Regions from separate parts of the Capra hircus genome. Here region 2 is linked to region 1. Evidence: chromatin contacts called from public Hi-C data. All regions are on one chromosome and are shown on one strand. Each heading gives the region's core, a stretch centred on a gene start, on an enhancer-like site or on the middle of the called end of the contact. The rest is flanking DNA. Distances are from core to core; before and after follow the strand shown.

Evidence for each region. Hi-C and Micro-C count contacts between places; a contact is called where the count stands out from the background.
Region 2: a Hi-C map of blood shows a contact between it and region 1, with 2.2 times the contacts expected there. The contact joins the promoter of PIGV here to the enhancer-like site in region 1. A contact is called at or near these places in 3 of 5 Hi-C or Micro-C datasets (blood and liver).

Annotation. Positions count from the first base shown.
Region 1 is chr2:9,406,698-9,412,513 of ARS1.2, forward strand. No RefSeq gene overlaps it. Among named protein-coding and RNA genes, the nearest start is that of RPS6KA1, 47 kb to the left of the region's middle. Within about 2 kb of position 3,629, at least 2 of the 5 cell types and tissues checked have an H3K27ac peak or open chromatin away from gene starts, as enhancers often do.
Region 2 is chr2:9,569,060-9,574,875 of ARS1.2, forward strand. It overlaps PIGV (GPI mannosyltransferase 2), which reads left to right and starts at 3,535. Exons shown (of 5, transcript XM_018056505.1): 1 at 3,535-3,598; 2 at 4,603-4,687.

The sequences.
Region 1 (5,816 bases), core at 2,379-4,878:
CAACTTCTGAGCTGACCTTGACTTGCGGTTTCTGAGCTAGCAGTCTCCCTACAGGAGCAGGGAAAGCTGAGCTGGAACCCCAAAGGCCGAGGCGCTCTCCTGAACACCCACTCACACACGTAGTCCTGAGCCCCCGACCAGGGTGTGTTCCATTTCTCTGTGCAATGAAATCAACATTTACTGTCCCACCCACCACCCGAGGTCGTCCACCCTAGACACCATCATTTTTGCTGAAATCCTGAGGCTCATCCCTGACCCCTTCCCCCACTTCCTACATCCAATCTGCCTTCTGGTCCCTTCAATATTGTTCCCTAAATACTTGAGGGATCCATCCCCTTCTCTCCCTTCTCCCCATATGCCTCTTTTTTGTTGCTTATTTTTGTTTTTAATATTTATTATTTATTTATTGGCTGCATTGGGTCTTAGCTGCAGCACGTGGAATCTTTGTTGCGGCTCACAGGCTTCGCTCTAGTTGTGGCACATGGGCTTAGCTGCCCTGCTGCCTGTAGGATCTTAGTTCCCTAACCAGGGGCCAAACCAGCACCTCCACCTCACCCATTGGAAGGCGGATTCTCAACCACTGGACTACCCGGGAAGTCCCAATCTTGTTTTTTGTTGTTGTTGTTCTTTGCCGCTGCCTACTACTTCCCTTTGGTCTTTTGTGTCCCCAGCATCCTCCATTTAGAATCACAAATTCTGACCCAGCATCTGCCCTGGAGTGGCTCCCTGCTGTCCACAGAGAGAGCCCAGACAGTCAGTCCTAGTCTGACAGTCAGTGTCCTGTGTGACCTGGTCGCTGCTGAGCCCCAGCATCAGCTCTCATAACTTGTCCCCAGATTGTTCACAAGACCTGAACTTACCACGCTCCTGCCTCCACTGGATTCTGCCTGGCTAACTTCTACTCATCCTCTAGGAAAATTCAAATGACACCTCCAGGAAGCCAGCTAGGGCATCCTAGACAGGGTTTGGCAGTTCTCCTTCGGGATCCCCAGACACTTTATGTTATACAGATTTGGAACTGGCTGATGATGTATTTTCTCCCTACCTGGTCTGTGAACTCGAAGGTATGGGCTGTGTTTTGTTCATTTCTGTATCCTAAGCACCTAGCTCCAGGCCTGGAACACAATATTTTGGTTCTCAGCTAGCGTTTGTTGAATGAGTGAATGAGAGAGAACGCAGGAACAGTGGGCTTGGAGGTGCAAGGGGAAGCACAGAAACTTCACCCACAGAGTTGCAGGAGCCTGGAGAGGCAACCAAGGAGGAAGAAAAGAAGCCGATGCTCTGACACACCAAGCAGTTAGTGTCTTGCCCCAGGCAGCAGAGCGGGGATTCAAGAACCAAGATGGCTAGAGTGAGAGTCCGCAACGGCTTTCTCAGCAGCTAAATCCCGACACTCATGTACTTCACCTCTCTGAGCCTCAGGTTCCTCACTTGCTAAATGGGAATCACAGTCTGGGCTCATCTCACAGCTTAACCTAAAGATCAAACGAGCAAGTGAGTTTGCACATGTTTTGGAAGGTAAGAAGTGTAGCTTACACAGCTAAGCTTCTTCTAACTTTTACAAGGTGAGCCTCTATCCCAGCTACCGCCCTCAGGAACTCAGTGGATTTCAGAAGCACACTTCCCAGTCACCAGCATCTTAGCCAGGAACTTTCCTCTCTGAGTGCTGACTCCCTGGGCAAAACCCACTTATAGAAATAACCCAACTTGAGGAATCGAATTGTCAGTCCAGATGTTCCCAAGTGCCAGAGTCACTCTTCCCATTAAGGCTCGAATAACAGTGCCTGAGCTCCCATCCGCTAGGATGCCCATTCCATGAAATATCCCTGTGCGCCTATTAAACAGATCCTTGCTCTGTGGAGGCGCTGGATGCCAGATGTTTCCCAGGCTTCATTTCAGTTGATCCTCATGTGAAGGAGATTTTTTTTTTCCTGGCTGTGCCATATGGCTTGCAGAATCTCAGTTCCGCAACTAGGTATCGAACCCAGCCCCCCTGCAGTGAAAGAGCAGAGGTCTAACCACTGGGCCACTGGGGAAGTCCCCAGAGATATGATTAATTCCATTCCAAGCATGAGAAAATTGAGGCTCGGAGGTTAAGTGATTTGCCCAAGGATACAGCTAAGTGATAGAGCAGAACTCAAACTGAGGTCTGTGTGGTTCTGAAACTGCTCTTAACAGGGTACTGTCCCACCTCTCCGCTTCCAAGAAGCCCAAAATATACTTACTTATCTGGTTATCACTCTTCCCCTTAGCCAGCCATGCGGTCATAAAGGTGCCTACAATATTGGGGTCTGGTCTCAGTTAGAAGATATTGTTAGAAAGTAGTATTTCCCAGCTGGCAAAGGGCAGAAAACAGCTTAGGGAATTTGGGGAGTTTCCTATGGACAGTTTCAGAAGGCAGTGAGTTCCCCATAGCCTGGGCTCAGGCAGAGAACTAATGAGACCTGTCAGGATCTTCGAGAGGATTCCTGTTGCCAGGTGGGGACTTATTTAGATGATTTTACACACTCCCTCTGAGTCAGAGATGCCAGTTCTCAATTGTCGGCACAGGCGTCAAAGTCCCTAATTGTTTCTTGTATTTCACCCACTTACATTTTATGTTTTTCATGGTTATTTCTGGGACAAGCACCCTCAGAGAGAAGGCTGATTTCCCCTAAATGTTAAGCATCCAAACATTTGGTGCCTTGATTAACATATGGATTTAATCCTTGATCTGGCCATTCATTTATTGGCGATGATAGTAGGCATGATTGAGTTCCTGCTTTATACTGAGCACAGTATATACATCACCCCTAATACTCAAAGCAATCTCATGAGGTGGGTATGATCATTTCCATCTTATAACAAGGAAACTGAAGCTAAGAGAGGAAACTTTCCCACTGGTCACCAGCAAGGAGGTTGACTGAGCCAGGCTTTGAGCCCAGGTCTGTTTGGGCCCGGGCTTCCCTGGTGGTTCATCAGTAAAGAATCTGCCTGCAATGCAGGAGCCTCAGAAGACACGGGGTTGATCCCTGGGTTGGGAAGATCCCCTGAAGGAGGGCATGGCAATCCACTCCAGTGTTTGCCTGGAGAATCCCGTGAACAGAGGAACCCGGCGGGCTACAGCCCAGGGGGTCGCAAAGAGTTGTACATGACTGAAGCAACTAAGCAAGCACGCATGCTATTTGGCCCCAAAGCTCATTCTAGGCCACTTTGCTGTACAGCCTACATTTCATCCCACACTGACTTGTAAAATTTCACAGTTAAAAGGGCTCTAAAGGCCTCAACCCAGTCTCCACCCACGACAGGAATCTCCAACAGATGGTTCTCCCGTTTCTACTCAGATACTGCCAGCAATTACGGAGACCCCCCCACCACATCACAAGGCAGTCCCCCGCACGGCAAGAAGGTTCCTCTGCTTTGAACCTAGGTCTTCTGCGTAGCTTCCATTTCTTGAGGGGGTTCCCACTAACTCCAAGGACTCGAGGGAGAAATGACTCAGCAGTAACAGGAGGGAAATCTAAAGGACACCCCCCTCCCCACCCTCAGGGAAGCAGCTGCAGACACAGGGCAAAGATTGTGCTGTCAAGAGACACAGATGTGGAGGTGAGCAGCCTCCCCCGGGCTGTGCAGTGGGCCCTCTAGCCCAACTCATCCCTGAAGGCAGGTGGTGGTGGTGGAAACAGCTGGATCTGCAGTCACACCCCAGCCCCAAGGCTGACCTGCTGTTTGACCTTGGGCGAGTCATTTCACTCCTCTGAGGTTTCCCCAATGGTCAAAGGGGCTGATATGAGTGTTAAAGGAGAGGGTGTGTCTACAGAGTGTCGGTTAAAAGCAAACGTCAAACAGAACGTAGGAAGAAACCCAGAGTCTGGGGTTAAGCACGGACTCCGGTCAGAGCTGTCCTGGTTTTGTTTGTTGTGGCAGTCCAAGCGCGGGTTGGAAAAGAATTTCCAGACACAGAGCATTTTAAAAGCGAGTGAATTTATTAAGAGCAGAGAGCAGAGATAACGAGGGTGCGGTGAGCACAGGGGGTTGACTTCCTGACAGGCCGGCGAGAGTTGACTGAGACGCTGTTAGAACAGGGGGTGACTCAAGGGAGAACTGACGCTTTTCGTGGGTTAATAGCCAATTTTTATAGCCTCAAGACAAAGAAAATTCCTGCTGGAAGGTTGGCATTGTGAAGTGAAAATCGCTCAGTCATGTCCGACTCTTGACAACCCCATGGACTGTAGCCCGCCAGGCTCCTCTGTCCATAGGCATTCTCCAGGCAAGAATACTGGAGTGGGTAGCTGTTCCCTTCTCCCGGGGATCTTCCGAACCTAGGGATCAAACCCAGGTCTCCTGTGTTGCAGGCAGATCCTTTACCATCTGAGGTACCAGGGAAGTTAGGTGACTAGTTAGGGCACTATAGGGTGAGCACTGAGGTGGGCATTTTTGCCTAATATGGGATCCAATATTTTGGCCACCTGATGCGAAGAACTGACTCATTGGAAAAGACCCTGATGCTGGGAAAGATTGAAGGCGGGAGGAGCAGGGGGCAACAGAGGATGAGATGGTTGGATGGACATGAGTTTGAGAAAGTTCCAGGAGCTGGTGAAGGACAGGGAAGCCTGCCGTGCTACAGTCCACGGGGTCGCAAAGAGCCAGACACCACTGAGAGACTGAACTGAACCGAACTGGGGTCAGGAAGCCTACTGGTGATAATCAGGGGGGCTTGTGGCAGCGGTTACAAAGGAGCTCAGTCAGTCCCCAAGACGACCTTGTTTCTAGATGCTGCTTCTGTAGCCTTGGTGCAAGGCCTTGCTCAGTAGCCTTGGGGCAAGACTCCACATGGTTTACTTTTTTTCTTGAAGTATGAGCATTTCTGGGTTAGAATCCAATGTTGACCACTAGTCTGTGTGACCTTGGGCAAGTCATTTAGCCTTTCTGCCTCAATTTCCCCTTCTTTAAAGTGGGAATTAATAGTAGTGGCTACTCTGGTAAAGGTAAAACTAAGCACCGCCTCAGAAGCACTTTTCACAGGGCCTGACACATAGGAAATGCTTAACACGTGTTGCTAACACTACTACCCACTGCCTCCTCCCAGAGCACAGACTCCTCTGCCTCTCTGCCTTTCTGTCTCCAGAGCAGAGATACCAGTCAACTCGCCTGAACATCTTTGTCCTATGAGAAGAAGGAACCCTCTCAAAACGGCTGTCTCTGTCTTTTCCTCTCCTACCTCAGAGCGCCTTTCTGAGTTATAACTCATGTGTGTGACTCAATCTGAAACTTCTTTTTATAAGTAATTTCCTCTGTTTCTCTTCCCTTCTTCCGCTCCACACCCACTCCTCAGGCTGTGGGCTAAATTGAGAAATCAAGGGGCAGATGACACATGTTTGAGCAGAGTCTGAGATCTGCACCTGGGCTGGGCCTGGCGTCACTCACCCATTGCGGAATCTTCTTACCAGAGGACTGGGTCGGGACAGTCATTCCTTCTGTTATTACAAAGCGTTCCAGGTCCCAGACCCTTTGTGTGAGCATCAGGGAGCAACTGACAGGGACTGAATATTCTCACCTGGAGGAGGGAGTAGAGGATTAGAATCCGAAGGCACGAGAGTGAAGTCAGATCTCAACATCAGCCATGACAGGCTGTGTGATCTTGGGCAAGTCACTTGACCTCTCTGAATTTCGTTTTCCTCATTTGCAAACCATCCTCAGAGGGTCATAAGAGTGAAGGCTCTAGCAGAGACTAGGTGCAGAAAATGGTAGCTATGTTGCAAGAATGCTTGATAGAACATTCAGAGCTGAAAGAGACCCTCCAGAACCAGGGGCCTTAACTTGAGGTCCATGGGCTT
Region 2 (5,816 bases), core at 2,285-4,784, 160 kb after region 1:
TTCCCACTAGGCCTCTCTGTGGGGTCAAGGCTTTCTAACTACTGAAAGGCAAACACCAAAGAAAGGGTGGAAAATATCTAGTATCCATGGCCTTTAAAGGATCAGCATTTGACTGCTGAAACTGACAGGAGGGTGGGGTCTCTGTTGCAGGGTGTATGGGCATCCTCAAGTGATACATATGGCAAGGACAAAAAGGATGCTTCCGGTGGTGCCACCCCTAGTTTCAAGATGGATTTTAGCGTCATCCAGCATCCTTGAAAACTGCCAATGAATGCCCACAAAAAGAATCCACATGAAAAGAAGCAGCATAAAGTTCTGGTGAGGCACATCTGCCTGTCCTCACAGGCATTAGCACTGCCTGCTAACAGTTGGCAGATCAGAGGCCAGTGTGGTCACTTTTGTCCCATAATGGCATGCCCTCAAAACCAAGATCAGCATCAGCTACTCCATCCTTCCCGTAGGATTGTGTTCTCAGGTACTCTGTCTTGTCCGACTCTGAAGGAAGTTTAGTAGTTCTCGTAGAGCACACGCTTCCTTGGAGCAACCTGACAACTTACTTCTCTAGCTACCTTGCTTTGCTCTGCCATCACATTTGGAGGTGGCCTTGGCCGTCTCTCAGTAATTTTGTCTCTAGATACTCCATGGTCCTACTGCTATGGAAACTACCAAACTTCCTTCACATCGTCAATGGGAAAATCACTTGCTCCCTTTTTTGTTCAGGGAGTTTTAATAGCCCAACTTTATCAAGCAGTTTGTGCCAAGCGCTATAAAATCCTTGTAACAAACGATACCATCATGGATTATGATGTCTAGCTTCTTTGTGAATTGTATCATTTATCATTAAAAATAATTCACCTTTGTTTCATTTAAAGATTAATTTTAAAAGGATACCATCATCTCCAAGAGGACAAGGACTCTGTCTTGTTCAGTGTTATGTTCTCATCCTCATTACACAGTAGTCCTATTTTGTCGAGTAAATCAAAAGGTAAAATTGGAATTTAATGAAGGAAATAGTAGGTAGGAGCTGTTAAGACTTGGTGTGCCCTATGTAGAATTTTCAATATAGCCCATAAAGACCCATAGTTGAGTGAAAAAAGGAAGAGAGGGAAAGAGGTAAACCTGAGAAAGATTGAAAATAGCGTGGGGTGGTTAAAAAAAAAAAGGGAGAGGTTTTTAATTCAAATCCCACCTCTGCCACTAGCTGTGTAACTTCAGAACTGTTCACTTTCACCCGAGCCTCAGTTTCCTCATCCATAAAGTGCAGGTTAAACAAACAGATGTATTCACTAGATCCTTACTGAGAACACACAATATACAAAGTACTAAGTGCTGGAAACACCTTGGTGAACAAGGCCCCCTACCCGCCCCCCCCCCCCCATAGCACTTACATTCCTAAGAGGAATACAGGGTGGTGATTGTGGTGAGGTAGACAGAGAAAGCTTCTCCAAGGAGGTGGCTTTTCAGCTGAGACCTGAAGTGGGTTGGCCAAAGGGCAGCCAGTCGGCAGTGAAGCATTTCAAGCAGAGGAAACAGCAAGAGCATAGTCAGGCAAGTTCAAGAAAGAGAAATGTTCTTTCTTACATTCTAGGATTCTAGAAACAGTGGTGTGCTGCTTACGTTGTTTTAGTCAGAGATCTGTATTATGAAACCGTTTCTTGGTGGTGTGGCATATTTACTTCTTTAGGGAAGTGGCTGAGTGGTGTAGAATCTTTTGGGAGCCCTGGGGTAAGGCTCTGTCTCCCGGGCTCTCCCACAGCACTGGCCGCTCAGCTGGCTCCCTGTGTGGCTGCAGGCTCCATTTTAGCAGCAGACTAACAGCAGACTAAAGAGAGCTGCCTCCTCCACTACTTACTCACAGCCCTGGAGGCCCAGAACCCCTCCCATCCCACCTAAGGCTTCCTCCATTCTGACAAGCCAGAGCCTTGTGAGCACAAGATTCAGCCTCCTTGTTTTCCAGTCGAAGCAGGAGCCAGAAAATGAAACAGGAAACAGAGCGGAAGAGGAGGGGGGTGGGTAGTAGAGAAGGAAGGGAAGGAGAAATTGCAAGAAAGTAGAGCTGAGGAGCTGGACAAAGTTCTGCCTCTGAAGGGTGACAGTTGAGCTTTAAAAACAACATTCTGAATTGTCACAATAGACGCCTCTCCTTTTCACAAGTAGATTTTTGAGAGAATTTGGTGTGTGAACAGAGGGAATCTTAAGAATGCATGTCTTTTTCTATTGTGAATTCAGAAAGGAAGGATAGTTGATTTCTCAGTTTTGTCCTTGCAGACACAGTACTGCTTGGAGCCTCAAAGACTTCTAGAGATTCAAGCAACAACCTTAGGCCTCAGTCACGAGTGTAACCCACAGCTTTGCCGACTCACTCACATGCCTCTGGAGCCGAGAACAAGGGTGTGTCAATGAGAAACCTAGGGTTCTAAGCTTCATTTCCCCCGTCTCCAGCACTCCACGACTACAACGTGATGGATCCACTTTACACACAACAAATATCTGAGGGCAATTTAGGTCTCAGGACCTGAAATGAGCTATAAAGAATCCAAAGATACAGTCGCTGGCCCCCACAGAAGTGCTGTGAGCTGCCTCTCTTTGCCTGGAGAGATAGCAACCACCTCTTTTGTTCCCACCCACAGGAGTAGCTGTGGCGGAAGATAAACCCCTCCCTCAGCCAGGGCTGTGGCCAGAGGCTAACCCAGACCCTAGCTTCGTTTGGAGGGCAGATAACTGAAACCACAAAGGGCTCTGGAATCCTGAGAAACGAGAAATCCACCAACGGAGAAGGATTTATTATCTATTTCCTCTAAGGAGGGTGCAAAGTTGTTCTAACAGTTTCCGTTACAGGGGTACCAACTGGCCGCTCCTCCCTAACAGACGGTTTTGTTGAGTTAGCTTCTTTTTTTTTTGGCCCCACTTCCTACGAGAAAAACGGCTTCAGTGAAGGAGAAAGGAGTCGTGGGGGGCGTTCTCTTAAGTTTCCTTCACCACCCTCATTAGCCACCTGACTTGGGGCTGAGGACTGAAGCAGGACAGAAGGTCCCTAGTAGCCGGAGGAGGGGAAAGTCAGGGGGAACCCCCACTTTCTTCACACCCAAGACGCGGGGTGCCGCTGCTGGCCACAGAAACCCCAAGAAGGCTTTTCTTTCTACTCAAACTACAGCTATTGTGTGCCAGGCCCTGTGCTGAGCTGTTCTTGCCTGACAGCAGGGAAAATGCGGCTCTGGCTTCCGTGAAGGGGCCGCAGGGCAGCCCCCGACTCCGAGGGCCTCGGCCCTCAAGGGAACTTATGGATGTTTGAGGGGTGGTTCGAACTGGGCCAAGAGCACTGACGCTGAGACAGCAGCCCTGGAGGACTAACTGAAGGCGGGGGAAGGGGCTGGCGGAGCGGGGACTCCTCAGGTGTCACCAGGGCTGGCAAGGGTCAAGGCAGAGGGGCGCTGAGTCGCGGGGCTATACCGTCCCCGCCCCGCTCTCCCGGAGTCAACATGGCCGCTGCGGAGGGGGGCGGGGCAGCTCCGACTCCCGGCAGGAGCGGGGCGGGGCCGCCGTCCGCGGAGCAAGTGCGCAGGCGCGCCCGCTCGGAGCCCCGGATGGAGGAGCTAAGGTTCGGGCCCCGCCTGAGAGGTTGAGACCCGCCGGCGCTGGGGACCCGGCGCCAGCCTCGGAGCCTAGGAGTTTTGAGTTGGGGAGGGGGGGAGGGAAATCGTCGAACGGAGGCCGAGGGAAATGAGGCGGAGGCCGCCGAGAAGCGAAGAGCCCCGCCCCTCCGCCATAGCGGCCTCCCAGTGCCGCCTCTTCCTTTACAGCCTCCCGCCCTCCCCTGCCTTCCGGTCGTAGGCCGGGCCAGGCGTCGCCGGCCCCCTCCGGAGTAACCCCTGAGCTGTGGCCCTTTGGGCAGAGGAGATGCCCAATCTCTGCTTGGGACTCTTGTCGAAAAGGAAACGGCTGGAACGGGCTTCGGACCCGGGTGGGAGGGCAGAAGGTGGCCCCTGAAGCCGGCGGCCAGCAAGGCCTCTGGTCCCGAGGACCCTGGGTCCGAACAACACCCCTTGCCCCCGAGGATGTTAGTCTTACCCAGGGCGTCCAGGGCTCCGATTCAGCAGGTTTTCCTGTCTGCTCAGATGGGACCCTCCCTGCCCTAAGCATACAACAGCAGGCGCTGTCACCTGACAAGTACTGAGCTTGGAGTTGGGAAATCCTGGCTCTGAAAGAGCGCATCCGCTTTGGCAGGAGTGAGGGCTGGTGGAAAGACTGATGTTTCGGACAGAAAAAAAAAAAAAAAAAAGACATTCTCCTTAAATATATCCTTGGGTGTGCCTCTTGATACTAGTGAGCCTCAGTTTCCACATCTGTAAAATGGCGATGGTAATTAGGTTCTAATGAGCTCTCTGTGTAAAAACTCTGGAGAGTTTTTATTACTCACTTACCTGGGGCATATTTATCTCAAGGGAAAAGAGAGTAAAACTAGTTGCTCTGTAAGTGTCCTGCCAGTTCAGAGTCTGCTTTCGTAAAGGGGTTGTTGGGAAGTGAGGGCCGCAATTAGCTGAGAGGGAGAGCTCACTGGCTTTATTCTTGTTTTCACTTGGTTTGCCTGCAAACTAAGTGTAGGCTACACGTCTTCTGTGGTCGCTGGGTCTAGAGCTTGAGTCTGGAGAGACGAAAGGAAGAATGGAAGCCTGGTGAAGAGGCAGAGGTGGGTTATGTGCTTTTCTGTTCCCGACTCTTCTGCATGTGGGTGGGAAGTGAAGGAAGGGAAAAAGTGAATTCATCCTAGGATAAAGAACCAGCGGCCGTGTAAGGTTGGCTGTTCTTGTTTCTACGATTCCTCTCGATTCAGCGAGTCAGATATTGGCAATGTTGGGTAGATTGACAAACTACCGCTGTTCTGTGGGGATTTCGAAAGCTTGCCTTTGAACTGAATTTTGATGAGCAAACCGGTGTGGCGTTGGTGGCCCCTCCCTTCCTCCAGGCCTCCTGGTGATGGAGTAATCAACAGGCGCCCCCTTGTGCTGAAGAAAGAGAACTGCTGCTTCTGGAGAAATTGTATTTCTTGTGGCTTCTGTGACTTTGTTTTGCTCTCAACGTGAGATATGGTGGGAGGAGTACTTGGAGCAGAGATTTTGTATCCAGAGCCAGTGAACTGGTGAAGCCATATCCAGTTCCTGCCACTTCCACTAAATCAACATAGGTTTAATGCGAAGCCCTGGAAGGATAGTTGGGAACAAGATAGACAGAGCCCCTGCTCTCATAAACAAATAAACAATAACTATAAAGACAAGGAAGAGGGTAATGAGAGCATATCACATAGTCTAGTGAGGGTCACCGAATTCCAGAAACAAGTGATACTTAAAGGTTTGAGTGGTGTTAAGAAAGGAAAGACTTCCAGCCCTCCCTCTTAATTTTTCTGTTTAAGTACAATATTTTTCCTTTAGGGTTAGTTCTTCACCCCAAGTTGATGAGCTGCCTGTGATGCTCCTGCCCTCCCTTCTGCTTTCTGACTGGTTCTGTAAGAGCCATTGCTACTTCTGTGAACCCAAGGAATTGTGTTTAAAAAAAAAAGAAAGCCGTTAAGTGCATTCCTTCCCTCAGAATGGCTTTGCAGTTGTTTATACATTGCTGCCATTCCAATGAAGAGATGGGAAATAACAGTTTCTCCATCTGTAGTAGTCGACTTTGTCGTCCCTCTCAGTTTGTTTTAGCAATATGAGCTGGCTGAAGTCCTGCTGAGTGGTGGTTTTCTTTTCCTTCTCCACTTAATTTAACAGACCAACTGAACACACATCAGAGAGCTTAACTAGAGTGTGTAGTCATTATGGTCTTCC